Linked DNA regions of Mus musculus: region 1 is linked to region 2. Evidence: chromatin contacts called from public promoter capture Hi-C data. All regions are on one chromosome and are shown on one strand. Each heading gives the region's core, a stretch centred on a gene start, on an enhancer-like site or on the middle of the called end of the contact. The rest is flanking DNA. Distances are from core to core; before and after follow the strand shown.

Evidence for each region. Capture Hi-C pulls out chosen DNA fragments and counts their contacts.
Region 1: a promoter capture Hi-C map of adipose tissue shows a contact between it and region 2. The contact joins two enhancer-like sites. A contact is called at or near these places in 1 of 39 promoter capture datasets (embryonic stem cells), 1 of 15 datasets of contacts at CTCF or cohesin (large pre-B cells), 36 of 484 Hi-C or Micro-C datasets (CD4 T cells, CD8 T cells, the CH12 cell line and 19 more), 2 of 115 datasets of contacts at active chromatin or transcription factors (microglia and pancreatic cancer cells) and 4 of 9 other capture datasets (adipose tissue, embryonic stem cells, liver and 1 more).

The regions. Positions count from the first base shown.
Region 1 is chr2:143,949,962-143,953,042 of GRCm38.p6, forward strand. It overlaps Rrbp1 (ribosome binding protein 1), which reads right to left. Exons shown (of 24, transcript NM_024281.2): 19 at 2,231-2,314; 20 at 467-562. Among named protein-coding and RNA genes, the nearest start is that of Gm33804, 11 kb to the left of the region's middle. Within about 2 kb of position 1,255, at least 37 of the 459 cell types and tissues checked have an H3K27ac peak or open chromatin away from gene starts, as enhancers often do. A contact at or near this core is called in adipose tissue, where this site is marked.
Region 2 is chr2:143,837,146-143,840,423 of GRCm38.p6, forward strand. All of the region lies in intron 5 of Bfsp1 (beaded filament structural protein 1, in lens-CP94), which reads right to left. Among named protein-coding and RNA genes, the nearest start is that of Bfsp1, 24 kb to the right of the region's middle. Within about 2 kb of position 1,711, at least 92 of the 459 cell types and tissues checked have an H3K27ac peak or open chromatin away from gene starts, as enhancers often do. A contact at or near this core is called in adipose tissue, where this site is marked.

The DNA.
Region 1 (3,081 bases), core at 5-2,504, 110 kb after region 2:
AAAACACTAGACTCTAAGCCTTTCACAGGACTCACAGGGCAGGAAAGACCCCAAAGCCATGGGGCAGGACATGGTCTACAATGGGAGCCCAATGATAGGTCCCTGCCTCTTGCCAATTGCTCTTGGTAACTGATCTTTTGGTCAAAACTCTGGAAGACAGATGTCCGGCTAGCAATGCCCCAGTAAAGGGCCACAGCTAAAGACAAATCTCCTCTGTGGCTACCCAAACCCAAGCTACACACAGGTCCAAAAGTCCCTTCCTTGTGTAGTAAGGGCCAAGGGCCCTAGCCACCCGCCCTTAGCTCTACACCCTTCCATTCTGGGTCCTCTCACCCAGATCACACGGGATGAGGAGGTGGCTAGCAGTGGGGACTGAAGTACCTGCACTCAGTTTAATCAGCACATAGGCTGCCCACCCCTGAGCACCATGTGATGTTAGGGGTGAGGACCAGCTTATCACCCTAACCTTCATAGGGTCCTGCTCGGCTGGAGGGACAGCTGGAGACCCAGCCACGTCACCATCCTCTACGTGGCTCCTCATGTCACTCAACTGCTGCCTGACCTGAAACAGGGAGGGGTGGGTTTGTGCAAATACACACCAGTGGAATGCACCCATGCACACACACAAGCACCCATGCACTCGCCAGAGAGATGGGAGGGGGGAGAGGGAGAGAAAGGGAGTGGGGAGAGGGGAGGGGAGGGGGGAGAGGGAAGGGGAGGGGGACCAGGAGGGGGAGAGAGAGACTCCTCAGAGACATAGGAAGAGTAAAGGTCTGCCATCTGTGATCAATATTTATGTTCCCTAGTGCAGGAGGGATACTCCACTCAGCATCTCAAAAGCCTTGAGGCCAACAAGCCCCTTGACTAATGAGAGCCATGTGTATTTTTTGAAGTGAACCTGTGAGGCAACACCCCTCTCCCCCAGGAGCAACCACACAAAACCAGGGAGTCCACATGGAACAGAGGTAACTGACAACATGTCCCATTCCAATTATTCAAGGATGTAGTGTCCTGTTCACAGCCTTTTGGGGGCTTGGACAAAATAGTAAGACCATATTATTGCCTTGTAATTCTCTGGGTCCACCAGACCACTGGGCCTTCCATCTGAAGACCAGCAAAGTCACACAGGTTGCTTGGGAAAGGTCCCAGTCAGAAGGCCTGGGGACAGAACTCATAAGCTCTTTAGGAGACCTGGGTGGCCTCAGTCTCCACTTAGCCTTCTCAAATGCCCCAGAGTGCAGAAAGCAAAGAGCACAGTTCAAAGGTGACAAGAACCCTTGGCAGGCACGGTCTGTGTACATGCCTTGGCTGGGCTGTGTCCCATGGGGGGGGGGGGTGTAGTGGGGGGCTCTTACCCAGACCCAACCTAGCAAATGGCTGAGAATGGCAGCCTTAAATTTGGGAGGCTTGGCCCAGACAGCATCTACTTGTAGTGTGGTAGTCTGGACAAGGCCTAAAACCTGGATGCAGGGAGCTGGGCTTAGGAGAAAGTGTGGAGTCAACACACCAGAGCTGCTCTCCTGGACAGCACATGTTCAATCTCCAAATTTCAAATGTTGACATCTACTTCAAGGTTTTCAAAATGGCAATGAAGATAAAGGGAAGATAGCTGCAGCTGCACAGGCTGCTGCCTAGGGCCAGGGCTGGGGACCAGGAGGGAGACCAAGCAGCTGGGACATGGTTCCAGACACAGCAGCGGCAAACTGGGAAAACTACTGGACTACAAGAGGCAATGTGCACAGGGCCACTCCTCACATCTCTGTACAGGTTTATCTGCTCTCAGTGCCTGGCAGAGGGCCAGAAGGAGCAGGTCATCCCGTATAACTGTAAGACTGGCAAGGCCAGTTCCATCATTGAAGCAGGAAAGCATGCAGAAAGCACAGACATGCCTAAAGGCTTTAAAGGACTCTCCTGTGGTATCAGGAGTCCTGTATCCTGGGCTGCTCAGCTGACCAAACAGGCTACTAAGGCCTACATGTCCCACAGCCCATGGTCTTGAGCAGATGCCAGATCTGCCCAAAGACAGGAAACAGAATGTGAACATTCTGGTCCCTGGCAGCTACAAGCCCAACTAAGTTTTATGCAAACTGCTGTAGTCCCCCTAAGCTTGCCCTACATGACTAATGTATGACATACCCTGCTAAGCTGCAGACACTCCACATGGATATCAAGTTACATCACATGCATACCCCGTATCATACACCCCTGCCCAGGACCTAAGTCAACCTACCAGGGCAAGCTCATCGCTTTGTTTCTGGGCTTCACTCTTGGCTTCATCCAGCTGAGACTGCGATTCTAGCAGAAGCTGCCTTAACTTGAGGGGAAACAACCAGATGAGGGTAAAGGAGGGGGGAAAAGTTACAATGAGTCCACACCTAAACTTGAGCCAGAATCCAAGCCCTGGAGATGTACACAGCACAGGGACAGATGTCCTACAGGAACAATGTCCTACACCCAGGCTTTTCACAAACACCTGCTTTGGTGGTTTTAATGAAAATGGTCCCAATAGGCCTATAGGGAGTAGGCATTATTAGGGGGCATGGTCTTGTGGGAGTAGGTGTGGCTTTGCTAAAGGAAGTGTGTCACTAGCAGGTGGGGTTTGATGTCTCAGAAGTTCACACCAGGCCTACTAGCTCATAGTTCACTTCTTGCTGCCTGCTGATCAGGATACAGAACTCTCAGCTACGTCTCCAGCACTGTGTCCGCCTGCATACCATCATGCTTCCCACCATGACAATAATTAGACTAAACCTTGAACTGAAAGCCAGCCCCAATTAAATGTTTCCCTTTATAAAAGTTGCCATGGTTATGTCTCTTCACAGCAACAGAAACCCTAAGACACCTGCCCATTGTCTCATGTTAAAGAGCAAAAGTTTGCAATCAAAACTAGACTAAAGGTACCAGGCTTGGGAGTTCTACTTCTGAAATCAGAAGACAGAGACTGATTAAAATCCAGTGTCAGCTAAAAATGACCACAGCAAGTCAGGTAGAGAGCCACACGCTGATGGGCCAGCCAGAGCATGAGGGACCACTCTCACAAAGAAGGCTTTGCCCCTGCCCTGCCTTGGGGCTCCCTTTCTG
Region 2 (3,278 bases), core at 461-2,960:
AACAATAAAAGGAAAAGAATAGACTTGTGAGAGTTGTCTTCTGAACTCCACACATGCATGCACATATATGCACGAGTGAACACACACGAGAGAGAGAGAGAGAGAGAGAGAGAGAGAGAGAGAGAGAGAGAGAGAGAGAGAGGGGGGGGGGGTGTAAATGTCCTGTGTTTTGTTTTGCTTCAGGGATGGTGCCCTGATCAAGCGCTGATGCTGAATCTCACCACTAGATGGCGGTAAAGAACCTTGATGAAAAAGAGGTCAGGGCTCATCCTGTTTGCCAATCAATAAAACCGTTTTCAGGTCCTGTCAAGACACTGAATTGTCTGTCATTCCTTGTCCGCCTGGAAGAAATTAATCCCCAGGGGACTTGGGCACCTGTGTTTGGCTGACTTGAAGGAGAGGCCCCCAGCTCCAATCTCGGGCTCTGTTCTTAGAGGCATGGATCTAATGCCTGTGGAGCCGCCTGGAGGACTTGTTACGACAGGAGTTGCCAGGCCACAGCTGGTCTGGATGTACCCGTGAATCTGCACTTCTGACAAGTTCCCAGATGCTGCTGATGCTGCTGGGCCAGGGAACTTACCCTGAAGGTCCTAACCGGGAGACATTCTGGAAGCATCGAAAACCTTAACCAGCACCACAAAGTAAGTTATTTAAATTAATTAAATTAATCCTAATCACATAAGCCAAGGAGGAGGAGAAGGAGGAGGGGGAGGGGGAGGGGGAGGGGGAGGAGGAGGAGGAGGAAGAGGAGGAGGAGGAGGAGGAAGAAGAAGAAGAAGAAGAAGAAGAAGAAGAAGAAGAAGAAGAAGAAGAAGAAGAAGAAGAAGCAGAAGCAGAAGCAGCAGCAGCAGCTAAGAGGAGAAGTTGGAGGCAGAGGGTTAGACCCAGGACTTTACACACAGCGCTGGCGTGGAATAGCCTTGGGCCAAGGAATGCACAACCTCTTTGACTAAACAGGGTCCTCCCCACTATAGCCTGTCGGAATTGACTTGTACCAACCACACACCCGACACTGTGAGCAAGTTCTCCCATAAGATCCTCCAGCAGGGGCCCAGGTGGACTACACACACACACACACACACACTTTATGCCACCCTGGGAGACCCAGAACAGAGAGACCAACCTGCTTGCCCCACTCCCTGACTTACAGAACAGTGTGAAAATGAGAAAATACGCAGGAGCCACGTCACATACATGGGCTGTGACAACCCGTGAAGGTGGCACACCTGAGGTTCATTAGACCAATTTTTGTTATTTTGTTAGACCAATTTTGTTATGTTCAGTATTTTGTTACTGAACAGTCACCTCTCTGGATCCTAAGAGTCCCAATCAACCAATTATGCCTCTGCTGAAAAATATATATATATGTGTGTGTGTGTGTGTGTGTGTGTGTGTGTGTGTGTGTGTATAACCATGTTTGTCATCATTTCCTAAATAATAAAAAATAAAACTACTTATACCCACTCACACTATCCTGGATGTTATAAGTTGTTGGGGTTGAGTTCAAGGCTATGGGAGAACTTCATAGTTCACATACAAGCACTAAGCACTTTGGAGTCTTGAGCAAGTGTGATTTTCAGTACCTGTGGGGTTGTGAAGACTAATCCCCCTTGGATACTGACAAGCGACTGTACATGCCCTGCAGAGCATCATGGACGTGCACTGGTCCACTTGACCACAGTGTGGAAGCACTGTGCTTTCTGTAGAGGCCATGCTTCCTGTTTGCATTTTGCCTTCGTGCATAGCAGTGGTGTGGCAGCAAGCCATGACTGTATCAGCCAGGACACACCCTACACTCGACAGGGTGCTGTGCTGTAAGGTTGGGGTGTGTAATAGATAAGTGGGCCATATAAAAGCCATGTGCACCTCAGGTTACTTCAGCTTGCTGCAGATTCATCCAGACATGACCCCTCGAGTCAAGGACACTGGATAACATATGGATAACTATCTTTATAGAATTGGCTTGCTTTGAATAATTTTTTTTGCCTTCAACAACATTTTATGAGAAAGGATCCACAAACTTCACCAGACTAATAAAATCTAGGGACAGGGAAGGGAACCTAGAGGAGAAAGTGAGACCCTACCTTAGACACAGAGATAAACTGCTAAGTCTCAGTAGTGTCAGAGGCTGAGAACAGGACCTGACCCAACAGTTATACCTCATGTACTCAGAAACCAGGCCAAGCCTGTTGTTTCCCACCCAATGAACTATAACTAAGAGTTTGAAAAACATGGGTTTCCAGGACCATAACAGGCCTGCACCTGCTTCCTCAGTCCCATGCACACATGCACAATACACACATCCCACATGCAGGCACATGTACCCTACATCAATAGATCACACACTTCCTATACATATCATGGTTTTATAGCCATCAAAAATATGTGTGCACACAAAGAAAGACAAACAGTCTCCCCCCTCCCCCCCCCCCGCAGAACTAAAATTTTCCATGTGAGGCTAGGGCCTTGATCTTTTTAGTATCTAGGGCTGTGTTTTTCAACTTTGTCACCCAGACCACAGGAAGTGACATAGTTCACACCATAGGCCACATCATATGTGTGCATTTGAGCAAATACATGTGTAGTCAAAAATATACAGATACATTTAAGACAAAAGTTTTCCAGGATAAACTTTGTATACTTCTCACTGCCATGCATTCTGTTACTTCTTATTCCCAGCGCCATTGTGTTGCTTTCTTCTAATTTTTTATAAAGACTTATGTATTTACTGTACGTATATGAACACACTGTCACTATCTTCAGACACACCAGAAGAGGGCATCAGATCCCACTACCGATGGTTGTGAGCCACCATGTGGTTGCTGGGAATTGAACTCAGGACCTCTGGAAAAGCAGCCAGTGCTCTTAACCCCTGAGCCATCTCTCCAGCCTGCTTTCTTCCTTTTTTGTACCAGTCAATTCTACTGAATTCATTTTACACCTGGTGAATTTCAAGGAACAATTTGAAAACCACAGTCTCCAGAACCGGGACTGGGCCTACACCCACTTCCTCAGTCACATGTAAAACACTTACACCATACACACATCCCACGTGCATGCACATATGCCCTACACAGATAGATGAATAAGTCATACTTCATATGAACATCACACGCCACACATATACCTGACATTACACACCCCACATATACACATGTATATACACATACATGCACACATGCAGAGCCCACGCACCCTTCACATTACACATGCATGCAATATACATATCATACACACTTTACAATATACTCTACATACATACACAGCAAATACACTCA